2 separate regions of the Mus musculus genome follow, and region 2 is linked to region 1. Evidence: chromatin contacts called from public Hi-C data. All regions are on one chromosome and are shown on one strand. The core of a region is the stretch at or near the end of the contact, and the rest is flanking DNA. Distances in the headings are between cores, read along the strand shown.

Evidence for each region. Hi-C and Micro-C count contacts between places; a contact is called where the count stands out from the background.
Region 2: a Hi-C map of embryonic fibroblasts shows a contact between it and region 1, with 2.9 times the contacts expected there. The contact joins two enhancer-like sites. A contact is called at or near these places in 1 of 15 datasets of contacts at CTCF or cohesin (the NIH/3T3 cell line), 13 of 484 Hi-C or Micro-C datasets (the C2C12 cell line, cerebral cortex, cortical neurons and 6 more) and 5 of 115 datasets of contacts at active chromatin or transcription factors (the NIH/3T3 cell line, embryonic fibroblasts, fibro-adipogenic progenitors and 2 more).

Annotation. Positions count from the first base shown.
Region 1 is chr17:63,570,974-63,577,915 of GRCm38.p6, forward strand. It overlaps the pseudogene Gm5497. Among named protein-coding and RNA genes, the nearest start is that of Fbxl17, 74 kb to the left of the region's middle. Within about 2 kb of position 4,793, at least 5 of the 459 cell types and tissues checked have an H3K27ac peak or open chromatin away from gene starts, as enhancers often do. A contact at or near this core is called in embryonic fibroblasts, where this site is marked.
Region 2 is chr17:63,676,263-63,682,785 of GRCm38.p6, forward strand. No RefSeq gene overlaps it. Among named protein-coding and RNA genes, the nearest start is that of Fbxl17, 180 kb to the left of the region's middle. Within about 2 kb of position 2,174, at least 51 of the 459 cell types and tissues checked have an H3K27ac peak or open chromatin away from gene starts, as enhancers often do. A contact at or near this core is called in embryonic fibroblasts, where this site is marked.

The DNA.
Region 1 (6,942 bases), core at 3,543-6,042:
GCGGCAGGTCCATCTACGGGGAGGAATTTGAGGATGAGAACTTCATCCTGAAGCATACAGGTCCTGGCATCTTGTTCATGGCAAATGCTGGACCAAACACAAACGGTTCCCAGTTTTTTATCTGCACTGCCAAGACTGAATGGCTGGATGGCAAGCATGTGGTCTTTGGGAAGGTGAAAGAAGACATGAACATTGTGGAAGCCATGGAGCATTTTGGGTCCAGGAATGGCAAGACCAGCAAGAAGATCACCATTTCTGACTGTGGAAAACTCTAATTTCTTTTGACTTGTGGGCGTTTTACCCATCAAACCGTTCCTTCTGTAGCTCAGGAGAGGGTCCCTACCCCATCTGCTCGCAATGTCCTGTAATCTCTGCTCTCACTGAAGTTCTTTGAGTTCCATATTTTCCTCATTCCCCTTCAAGTCTAGCTGGATTGCAAAGTTAAGTTTATGACTATGAATAAAAACTAAATAAGAAAAAAAAAAAAAAAGAAAGAAAGCCATGGTGAGCAAACCAGTAAGCAGCATTCCTCTATGGTCTTTGTGTCAGCTTCTGCCTTTAGGTTCCTTCCCTGTTTGAGTTCCTGCCCTGCCTTCCTTCAATGATAAATTACAACATAGAAGTGTAAGCCAACTATTTTCCTTTCCAAGTTGCTATAGTCATGGTATTTCATCACAACAATAGTAACCCTAACTAAGACAAGTTGGTACCAGGAGTGGGTGCCATGAGATACCTCACCATGTTGTTTTGGGGAGGATTGTGGAAGACTTTGGAACTTTGGGCTAGAAAAGCCTTTGTGTGTTGAGAGCTCAGTGGGATGTTCTGTAGAAGCTTGGTTGAGAACAGTATAGTCAATGGAGGCCTGAGACACTACAGTAAAACCTTTGCCTTTTTTGGACAATGGGTGCTGAACTGTTGGAGATGGAGATCCAGTTGTGATCATGAAGAGACCAGCATCATTGGAGTGAAGCCTTCTGGGAAGTACTTCCTCAGGCTCAGCACTAAGAAACTGTGTTCCCGAAGCAGCCATGTGCTGGCAGCCACACCAGGTGGAATTTGTTTGAAGACAGGAAGGGGTCATGGAGAGCAGTTAAGGCTTGTCACATCATCATTGACGTGAAGTCTTCTGGGAAGTGTTTCCCTTGAGCTCAGCATACAGAAGCTGTGTTCTAGAAGTGGCCTTGCACTGGCAGCCAAACTTGGTAGTATAAGAATCATCTATGTGGCACTGGTTTTGAAGGCATGAAGGGGTCATGGAGAGCAGCTGAGGGTTGGCATTGTGTGGCAGGGCTAAAGTTCCTGAAGAGAGCACAGAAGAGGCTATTGGTAAATGTGCAGCCCTGTTGCAGCAGGGACCCCAACATTTTGGAGATGTCAGTTTCATGGGATGACCAGCAAGAAGAGTAGTCATAGTAGAGTGGAGTCAGCTGGAGCCTCCTCCATGTGCATTGAGCAGCACCCCTCTACAGCCCCTGTATCAGCTCCTGCCTTCAGGTTTCTGTCCTGCTTGAGTTTCTGTCTTGACTTCATTCTGTGATGAACAGCAACTTGTTCTGCATGGTTCAGAGAGCAGAGCCAGAGAAGTGACCCAAGCCATTTGTAGAATGGTGAGTAAATCCCAGACATTAGATGTTGCGATATCCATAATGTCGGAGTAAGGTTTTTGTTTTATTTAGATTGTGACTGTGCTCTGCTTATCCCCCTTGGAAGTAAGAAAGCATTTAATTAATTTTATTTTACATGATCCCACAGTTGAGAGACTTTGAATTTTAAAAGACTTTGCCGTTTTTTAAGTATTTGTATTTTTAAGGACTGTAAGTTTTAAAATTTTTGGGATGTTTATATTAATGTGTGATCTTGAAGAAGTAAAGGAAAGAAGGGTTGTGGCTTAATGATGATGTACACGTGTGTCAAGTTGACCAAAGGGTCAATTATGCTGGATGGTTCTGTGTCAGCTTGGCACAGGCTGCAGTTATCTAAAAGGAGGGAGCCTCAGTTAAGAAAATGCCTGCATAGGATCTGGGTGTAGGGCATTTCTTAATTAGTGATTGATGGGATAGGGTTCAGCCCATGGTGGCTGGTGCCAGCCTTGGGCTAGTGGTCCTGGGTTCTATAAGAAAGCAGGCTGAATAAGCCATGAGGAGCAAGCCAGTGATCAGCACCCCTCCATGGCCCCTGTGTCAGCTCCTGCCTTCAGGTTCCTGTCCTGCTTGAGTCCCTATCCTGTCTTCCTTCTGTGATAAACAGTGGTGTGGACCTGAAAGAAGCCAAATAAACACTTTCCTTCCCAAGTTGCTTTGATTGTGGTGCCTGATCACAACAATAGTAACCCTGACTAAGACATCAAGAAGATCTAAATCTCTATTTGAAGGCCATAACGTGTTTTCTCATTAACCTAAAATGTCTAACCTGTCGACTTAAAGGAAGTTAAGGAATACTCAGGATCCAGTACACATGCGTCCACTTTCTCCAATAATAGCAAGCTGCATAGTTTGTATAATTTTCATCCACCTACATGTAAAACTCTATGTGACTTCGTCCCATGTGTGGATTTGTATAAACTACTTTATTTCTTTGGCTGAGTTTGTTTTACATCTGCCTTGTCCCTGTCACCTAGAAACATCAGTCTGCTCTACATCTCTATGACTGTGTCATTTTTAAGAACGGTATGTGAATGTGGTTGTACAGTATTTAGCCATTTGAGGCTGGCTTTCAACTAAGTGTGATTACCTTGTGATCCACCTTGGCTGAGCGTTGTAGAAGTTTATTCTTTTTTATTGCTTACTGGTAGTACATTGGTGTATGGTTCATCTGTTGAAGGACATTAGATTGCCTTTTGTGTTTGGTGATGAAAGTAAAATTGCTGTGAATATTCTATCTAGGTTTTTGTATAAGTATCTTTGGGACAAATGCCCTAAAGTGTGACAGGTGGGTTATAAGGCAGATACATGTTTGGTGTTTGAAGAAACTGCCAAGTTATTTCTTGAAGTTGTTGTATCCTTTTGCACTCTTCCCAGGAATACATGCATGGTGTGTCGTCTCCTTGTGCTGGGACCACTGAGGGCTGCCATTATTCTTTCCCACAGCTGTTCTAGCAATCTTGTGGTGAGCACACTAGGGCTTTACTTTGCGTTTCTGTAACGGCCAACAGTGCTAACAGTCTCTCACTCTGCTTGCTTGCTGGTCTTACCTCGTTCTTGGTAAGCAACTCTTCATTTCATTATACATTTTTAATTGTATATTTACTTTTTCTCCTTCCTTCTCCTTATCTCTTCCTACTCCTTAACTTTTGAGATTTGTATTCAGAATAAAAGTGCTTGTCCCCGTGTGAGGTTCATGTATTCTTCTCCGTCCTATAATCATAACACAATCTTTCACAGAGTAAATGTTTCAGGTGGGTCCTAGTTCATGTTCTTTTGCTGTGATAAAACACTGATCAAAACATCTTGGGGAGGGGAAGGGTTTATTGGGCTTATAGTTACAGTCCACCACCAAGGAACGTCAACAGGGACTCGGCAGGCACCTGGAGGCAGAGACTTACAGACGCTGTGGAGGATGGAGGACCACAGCTAACTGGCCTGTTCTCCATGGCTTGCTCATCTTATGTTCTTATTCAAGACCAGCTACTCCAGGATGGTACTGACTGTAGTCTGCTGGGCACCTCCCACACCCATCGACAACCAAGGAAGAAGTCTACAAGCCAATCTGATTCCTGGGTGGCTTTAATTTCTGTCAAGTTGAAGCAGTCTAACTAGCACATATATTAAGGGAATTAGTCTATGATTATCATATTTCTAGGAAATATCTTTCCTGGCTATGGTACCTTTGTTTCATAGTTTTTCTTTCTATTGTAGCCAATTTGATCATTATTTTAATTCGATGTCCATTTTATATTATACTTTCTCTAAACTGTACAAAATATATTTTTTTCCCAATTTGGCATCTGTAATTTGCTCTTCGATTTTGTTCAGCTGCCTCAAAAAACATAGCTCTTTACAAAAGATTTTTAATCATTGACATTTCAGCGATCCTGTCTTTATGTCACTGCTAATTTGAGATGTTAAAGTTGACCTCTAAAGAGTACACCCAAGTCTTGTGTCTGTCAATACAAAAGCTGACAATGTTGTCTCCCAGAGTAGCGTGCACTCTATATCCGTCCTTCTGCCATTCAAAACCCCATGATAGAACTGGATGTGTATCCCAGTGGTGTGAGGCACGCTGAATTCAATCCTAACTGCGCAGCATCAAACAGCAAATTCTACACAAAAGGGAAGTAAGAAGATGGCATGAAAGATTAAAAAGTATACATAGCTATAGGCAAATAAAAGAGTAAAATTTTATAGAATATTACATATAACTATGAAAATATATTTGAAATGATGAAAGAATTGATTTACTTAGAAAAATATAATTAATCAAAATTGAACAAAGAAATTGAATTGGTCAGTTTTCATGGAGGAAATGGAGATTTGCCATCGCAAAGGGGACTGAGACATGGCACAGCAGTAGTGGAAAAGTGACATCCACTTTACACTGGTAATGAATGGGCAGATCACAAAATAATAAGGTTTGTAAAACCAACTGCCCGGGGTTCCGTTTAATACAGCAGGCCTGCCAAAGCAAAAAGATGAAAGTGGTCGGATGCCTTCTCATTTCTTTTAAGTTAATGACTGTATAATTTTTCTCCAGAGAAAAGATGTTGTATATAGAAATGAACAGATGTGGGTCTGGGGCCCTGGTTCCACTTTGTTTAATTACTGAATTTTATCTGTTTATTCTAGAAGCCTCCAGATGGCAGCATTTTCCTGTGGAAGAGATGCTGGGTGCTTGTGGCTCAGCTCTGCTTTGCTTTCTAACAGCACCCAGGAGTCAGGCTGTCAACAGGAGGAGACAGGAGGAAAGGTGGGAGACATGTTCCAGAATATTCTGAGCTGTTATACTCTAATGTACCATCCACAAAGAACCTTTGTGAGTTGACAGCTTGCATAGGCAGTTCCCCAACAACCATAATAGAAAGAGGGTTTAATTATTTTATATATATAAAGCAATATATATACCCTGTTTTTATATAACAAAATTTATTGATATATGCATATATATATGTATATATCTTATTTTACTTATTCACTTTACATACTGCCCGTTGCCCTTCTTCTGGTCACCTCCTCCCACAATCTTTTACCCCACCCTCCTGAAACAGGTATTTTATTTTGAGTTAAGTTTGTAACACTCTGGTTAGAAAGCTGATTTGTGTGTGTGTGTGTGTGTGTTTTGTTCTTCACATACCACTTGCACAGAAATGATTTTTATTTTTCATATTTTAAACCTTGGGCAGTGAAGAGTCAAGATTGCAATCACGCAGACGCTAACACTCAACCCTTATTAACTGCAATCGTCATGGTGTGGCGACCCCCAACCATAACATTATTTCGTTGCTACTTCCTAACTGTGATTTTGTTGACGTGATGAATCATAATGTAAATATCCAATGTTCGACCCTTGTGAGGAGCCGGGACCCACAGGTTGAGAACCACTGCTGCGGAGCCAGTCCTCGGCGCTCTGCTTATCATGGCATTCTCTGGTCCCAACATCCCGCTTCTCCTCACACCTGGAGTAAACCAGAGGCCTTCGATGCCTCTGAACCATCTGCCCTTCCCGCCCCTCTCAGCATCTTCTGTCACTTTGTTGTAACGCTGCTCTTTCTTCCTTGAATGCAATTATGTCTTTTCTGTGTCAGGATCTTCGCTTCCCAGCACCTCTAGGGTTGTGTGGCTCGCTTACCCATTCAAGTCTTTCAGCTATCATTTTTCAGAGAGTTCTTCCCTGATCACTACCCCCTTCTCTTCATTGTGTCTTTATTCCCCCCATATTAAAATAAAGAAAATATCTGATGCGTTCTCGTGTGTCTTAACCAAACACAATATAAATTCCATGAAAAGATGGGGCTTTTTTTTTCTGTCTTCCTTAATCTATAAAAATGCCCAACATATGCCACATACTAGGTGCTCAATAATGAGTTTGTTGATTGAATGAAAGAACAGAGCAAACTTCAGTCAATTTATATGTCCATTTCATCCGTTTTGATATAGCATGTAGCAAATAGAACACAGAAGCTCAAACTCTGTTGAGAGATAGTAGTAATTGTCAGTACTGGCATCATTTTCTACGTTTTTTTTAATTTTTATTTTGTTCTTTTCATTTCTTACTTTTCTTTTTTTCTTTCCTTTTCCCTTTTTCTTTTCCTTTCTTCCTTCCTTTTTTATTTATTATTTCCTAAGCATATATTTGATTTTAAAAACCACCCCCCCAAGGGTTAAGAGCACAGTCTGCTCTTCCAGAGGTCCTGAGTTCAATTCCCAGCAACCACATGGTGGCTCACAACCATCTGTAATGGATCAGATGCCCTCTTCTGGTGTGTCTGAAGACAGCTATAGTGTACTCACATACATAAAATAAATCTTCAAAAACAAAACAAAAACACCCCCAAGAAATTCCACAAGTCCCTCCCACAGATAGAGCCATGGCAAAGGCTGCTGAGAAGAGAGGAATTGTTCTTGACTAAGAATGAGGTCCCTGATAGATTATCTAGTCCTGTTATTCCTAAACATATAAATATACACTAGACTCGGAGGTGTGTGTGTGTGTGTGTGTGTGTGATAATAATTAAAACAAGAGGCTATGAGGTGTGAGGAAAACCCCCCAACCATAAAAAAAACTTAATAAAAAGTTCTCCCTAAATTTACCAGTGATCATATAAATTATAGCAGCCTGATATCTCTAGCACTTACATAATTAAAAGTGGGATCAGCATCAAATTATCCCATAAGAGATCATTGAAATTAATTCTTAAATGAAGGTAATTTTATTGAGAACTTCTGTAAGTCACTGAAAGAGCTTGTCACGGATGTCAGAAGAGTATCTGCATTAGTAATCCCGGATGAT
Region 2 (6,523 bases), core at 924-3,423, 100 kb after region 1:
TCACAACTTTTTTCATTTCAAAATTAAAAGAGTGATTTGGATCGATCTATTTTCTGTGTACCATGTACATGCCCGGAGGACAGGAGAGAATGCGGGTTCCCTGGAACTGGAGTCACAAGAAGTTGTGAGCCCCCATGTGGAGGCTTTGCAAGAGCAATGGGTGATTTCTGGGTATTGATGTGAGAAGGCAGGAAAGGAATGGAGGAAACTCTGGAGATGGAGAGGGGCAGGTTCTGGCAGTAATGAAGGGTGAGTGTCAGTGGAACTAGGTTAGGCAGACTGGGGAGACAGTTAGGAGGACTTGGAGGGCGCTTAGAAGGGATACAAAAGCAGAGGAGGGCCCCAATAGGGAGACCAAGGTTTCTGGCACCTAGTACACAGTGTCATGTCAACCTTCATTACACCTGAGTTGTGACAGGAAATTTTGATCATTACCTTCAGTCATCTCAGTGGGATAATAGAGAGTGAGGTTGTTCTACCCCTATGCGGTTTCTGTAAATGCCACCAGCAGTGAGCCCAGAAATGTTCAATGGCACTAAATTATATTTTCTGCTTTCCAATTCTCTAAGGGAAAAAGGCTAGACCCCTAACCCTCCCTAGTCAACATACTCACCGAGCCGAGCCACAGGAGCCTTACCTCTGTGAGCAGCACAATGTGGCTCAGCTGATCATGACAAGGAAGCTAAGAGAACCTGCTCCACAGGTCGCTCACTTGCTCTCTACCGACCACAGAAAGTGCTCTGGTACCGCACTTCCCTACTGCAGGGATGGTTGCCCCTGATTTACAGTCTCTGAGGGCCGCTCCAGCTTGCTTTCATCATGGTTGCCCCAAATCACAGCTTCAAAAGCTGGTCAAAGAAGCGTCTAGAGAATCGTCTTCTGGGTAGACTGTTACAACTCTTCAGATCCTACTCTGCTTTGCTGTGGAGTGGAAGTGGAGCGCAGGCACCAGAATAAAAGCTACTTTGGGGCCTGCAAGGTGGCTCCGTGGGTAAAAGCACTCACTGCCAAGGCAGCTGGCCAGAGTTCAATTCCCAGGATCCACGCTATGGAAGGAGAAAAGTGGACTGCCATAAACTGTCCTCTGAACTCCCACACACTCGCCCGCATCCAACACATGCACACAAATAATAAACAAACAAATAAATAAACAAATAAATAAATAAACTTAATGTTAAATTAAAAAAAAAACCATTACCATTGTTAGGAGTTGATTGACACCTTGAAAATTCAACAATGGAGAGTAATCAATGCTTTGCTTCTGATACTTAAATCCTGCTCCAAGCACTGCCTAGATTGTCTCACTAGACTCAGATCTGTGTACCCGTCTCATGTGTTCTAGCGCAACACTTGACTAGAGTATTGTCCAACCAAACAGTTGGCCTCAGTGTACTCCAGAAATATTTCCTGGGAAGTTTCATTCACTTTATTTTGTTCAGATCAAGGCCAAGCACGCTAACCCCTCTTAAACACTGGTGACTTGTCCTGCTGTGATTTTATGTCCCACCTTGATCATGCCATTTGGGGTCCCTCCCCTTCTCACAGGGATCTCTTAAGAGGACTTGGTGGACAGCACAAAAGATGACATTTACTCATTATAAATGTACATTGTAGTTCTTACTGCAGTCAAGTGCCTGTGACAATAATGCCTTAAACTGATTCATGATACATGCCACTAACATGTTCTTCATATTTGTATTACGTATGAAAACATCAAACACTATCTGGGAGATTTTGTTTCTATTCCCTCTTTTTTATTTTTATTTTTCAGTTGTCTGGTGAAGCATGTTCCCCATCCTGCTGTGATATTCTCCCCTGTCCACCCAAGATCCTCTGTTTATTTGTCCTCTCAATCCTTAGGAATTTGGAGACAGGAAGCTTGCTACAGGAGATAGAAGCCACGGGGTATCTACAGTGGTTATTTTTCTTCTTATGAGTGGAATGAAGTTGGGTCTTATCTCTCTGAAGGAACTCATAAATCTCTGGATACAATGAGCTCTAGTCTGGGAAATAAACCAAAAATTTTAATTTGGACTTTTTAAATGCTGCACTTCAGTGGTCCAAAGAAAATAACGAGTCACATATTTTCAAATACTGTAATGTGATTTATATACACCATTGTAATCTGGACACAGACTCAAGACACATGCAATCCCTCTGCTCCCTGGAGGCCCTTAGTGATGACATCACTTGCTAAAAAGTTGACAGGGAGAATCTCGAAGAATGTAGTGGAAAACCCCCAGCTGCATCTGCAATTGGTTATGAAACTCACAAAGATCAGATGTTTGTTATACTAGGAAAGATGACTACATCTTTGTGGGATTTGAGAGACTCTCTTGCTGTTACCACAAAAGATGTTAGGTCCTGCTCTGTCTACTTAAAGGCCCAGACTTTGAAATTTAGTAACAAGGGTCTAAGCTTGGGGACTTACCACTACCTTTCTGGCAAGAGTAGGGGCTAAAGTATATAGTGATAAAGGGGAAAATCCTACCCCTTGCCGCTAACCAACTCCCTTCACTCTCACAGTGAAGAGATTAGTGAAACTGAAGAAGATCTGTTCAAAGCAGATTTCGGCAGGCAGGCCATCTATGGAGACCATACAGCATAGAGAGAAGATCCCTATGTGCTGTTGTTCCCTGTGTTGGGTCTAGAGCCTTGACCACTATGTGCATTGAGAACCTGGGAAAGTTTCAAGAGGTGCCAGGGGTGCCAGAGAGAATGGCCTCGTCCCTCACTGGATGTTTTGTTCTGGAGAGCTGGCTCCATCTCTCATTGCTGGCGGCTCTCGGGAGAATGGGCCCTGAGCCTCGCCAGTCAGCACAGTAGAGCTGGCCCTGGTGGAGGGATTGCAGGTGAACCAGCCCCAAGGGTGAGGGCACTTGTCTGCGGTGAGATGGCATGGGTGCGTTGTGATGCTCTTTCCCCTCCCCCTCACCGTGACCTGTAGTAACTGGGAGGGCTGGCCCCGGGGTCACTAGAGAGGACGTCTATCCAGCGCTGCCCCATCACTGGCTGTGGGACTTGGGAGAGTGGGCCCTGCACAGATGACGGACAGGCCCAGCTGGATTAACCCTTGTACTTTGAGAAGGTTGAATGTTAGGCGTCCACCTGAAGATAAGGGCAGATTTTTGAGCAGGAGAAATGAGCTCTCCCTAATGGAACTGTTCAAGGTTACCTTAACAGTCCCCTTCTGAAAAGATAACTCTAGTACCATCTATGAAGTAGACTGAACTTGGGGAATAGATATATTTCTACTTGAAAATCCAGGGATTGATTCCTGAAGCTGTTCACCAGAAGGGACTAGTATGAAATTGGAGTTTCCATCAAACCTTCATGTATAGTCCCCAGGTAAGTATGCTAACTTTGAAGGATTTAAAAATATTTAAAAAGAACCAATCCCTCCACTCCCCAGACTAGTGCTTTTCTTGCCAACTGAGGCTATAGGTACAGAGAACCTATTATTTACTTTATGGAAGCCCAACTTGTCAATAAAAAAGACTATGGCCAATGAGCTGAGACAGGAAATAGGAGATGGAACATGAGAGAGAGAGAGAGAGAGAGAGAGAGAGAGAGAGAGAGAGAAGGGGGAGGGGAGGGGGGAGAGGGTGGAGGGGGAGAGGGAGGGGAGAGAGATTTGGCTAAAACTCTGAGGAGGAGATGGTCACATAAACCTGAGGATCAAGGAACACTGCAAATTTTGCTTGCTCTAAATAACCTGATTCTCACTTTTGGATGAAATGGACTTCAGAAATTCAATTTTGAAAACCAGGTGGGAATATTTACTATTTCATCAGTTTGGTCCTTTCTTCACTCTGAAAATATTAGCCTACTACAGTTTTCTTTTTGCATTGCCTAGCATGGTTGTGCTATACTAGTTAATAAATGATTAAATATGGTATATTTAACAGTTTATTTAATAGCTTATTAAATACACTATATTTAGCAATATCATTACATATAAGTATATTATATACACTATATCAAATATACTATTAAATATAAGTATATAATATTACATGTTATATTTAATATATTATTAAACATAAGTACATAGGTAATATATTAAGTATGTAAGTATATAAAAAATACTATATTTGATAAACTATTAAAGTTATATAACCTTGTAACTTTAAATCTTTTGGCTTCCTCAGACCCACAGAATCAGGGCCCTTTCAGTTCTGCGTTTATCTTGCAGTGGCCCCTCTCCCTTCATCTCTTACCTACATGGACATTGCCGTTTTCACTTTTGAAAAGTCCAGTGTTCTTCATCAGTTTTTTTCTTTTTCTGTTCTGAATCTGGTCCAGCCAGTTAGAGATGGCCACAGATTCTTCACATCCTTCCCTTTTCAAAGGTGAGACCTGTTCTTGTTCCTTCTGAGCCTGTTGCTGTGTTAGCCAATAAGATGCAAGAGACACAGTGCATCACTGGTTTCCAGAGCAAGAAAGTAGCTGATAGCACTTTATATCTCGGCAAATACTCAGAGCCTTGGCCCACCATATTTACAGCCCAATTACTCTGTAGAAAATAGAGTAATGGAGGAAAAACGAGCTTGTCTAAGCCTTGACAAGAAGTTGGACCTCTAAATGAAATCACTATGAATTCCCCAAGCCCACTCATCCTCCAGCTGGACGCCCCTGAATAACCCCACTGACACAGCAGAATTGCCTATCTGTGCCCTTCCTGACCCCCTGACTTCTTTATTATCAGGTGTAATTAAACTGGCTGCTGTTTTAAGCCAGTTTTGAGGGGAATTTATCGCATAGCAGTTAGTGGGTACTCGTGGATATTGCTGTCCTTGTTTCTTTGTCCCTACCGTTCATCTTTGCCCATTTCTCTGTGATAGCCCAATGGTATCTACATCATGGATCTCACCCAAATATTATATACCGTGAAGCTGGTGGTCCAAAGAACCATACAGAAAGTTAACTTCCAGACAAATTGCTTAATAGCCTAGGGTGCGAACTACCGTGATTATGTTGGGATTTCTTCCGGATCTTTGTCTGTCCTTTCCTTGGCAAGACAATGTATTCAATCAGAAGTCGCTTGTTTTAAGAGCCTAATCAACATGATCATTACTCGTGCTGATGGAAGTGTGGGTATCCGTAAATACCAAGCAGCCTCAGGGCTTGAAATGCTTTTTCTATTTATGATCTGTCAGGACTCCTGGAGCACAACTTTGATTAATGCAAAGAAATAAATTCAGCATCCAATGATGTAATTAGTTTTCAAAAGCTTAAGGGGAAAAAATTACATTTAAAAAAAAATCAAGGCAGTCAAAATATAATGTCTTTGTTTCCGTGAGGGATTTGGAGAGTTAAGACAGCAAGAGGCAAAGGGTTGCAGCACATTTGGTATTTCTTCTAAATTTTCGACTCTTGCATTGAAGATCACTTTCTTTTCTATCCACTGACTCCTTTTCACGTGCCAGGTTGGAATCTAAGCGATCACTCTTTTCCAGCAGTGGGTATTAACCTGTCAGCTCAAGCCCTTCTTAACACCCTGAAATAAAATTTGCCAGCGCTATAACCTAGCAACATGTATATTTTGAATAAACTATATAATGCATTAATTTTAATTTAAAAAAGATAAAGGAAAGTAATTTATAATAAAATATATTAATATGTAATCATATTACCAACTATTCAACTTTATTCCTGATACATGAGGACATCTTAAAATATCTGGAGATAGTCTCTGGTTTATGAAGGATAATGTAGTTCATATGAATGATCAATGGTTTTATTTATCTTTTGATTCAATAGTTTCCATTTCAACTCAGTATGCTCACCACTTTCTCTAGACAGTCACTTAATGTTTCTCCTTGACTTGAAGATACTAATATAAACATCTTTTACCCTTAAAAACAGAGTAAATTGATCTTATTGTGATTAAGTCAGTATTCCCCAAACATATTCACAGGTGGAACTCTGCCAAAATGGAGCTTTGGAATGTTAAGAAACCACCTTCCATGTTAACTCCAGGGGGACAAAACCATGTAGGAATGACAACAGATTTGACAAGCAGGAACCGAAGATGGTGGGAAGTAGATCTCTACCCCGAAAGCTCCCAAGTGATGGCCCGAGAGGACGGTCACAGCCGAGACACCCAAGGGCTTATGAACACCTAGAGTTTTGTACTTTGAAGCCACAAAATGAAAGGTCTGTTGATGTACATGGGGCTCAGGAACCCAACAGGTATGGAACGAACCTAGGGCTCTTACTACCTCAGATCTGTGGTTCCTGTTCTACGAGATCTTTGAGGATCGTCCTGTGAACACACCCACCGTCACACATCACACACCACCACCACACAACACCACACACTACTGCATACCACCACACACCACTACACACTACTGCATACCATCACACACCACCACACACCAGTACACACTACTATGTACCACCACACACCACCACATACCACTACACACCACACATACCATCACACACACCACCACACACCACACACTGTATACCACCACCACCCCACACATCACACACCACCACCACACACCACTAC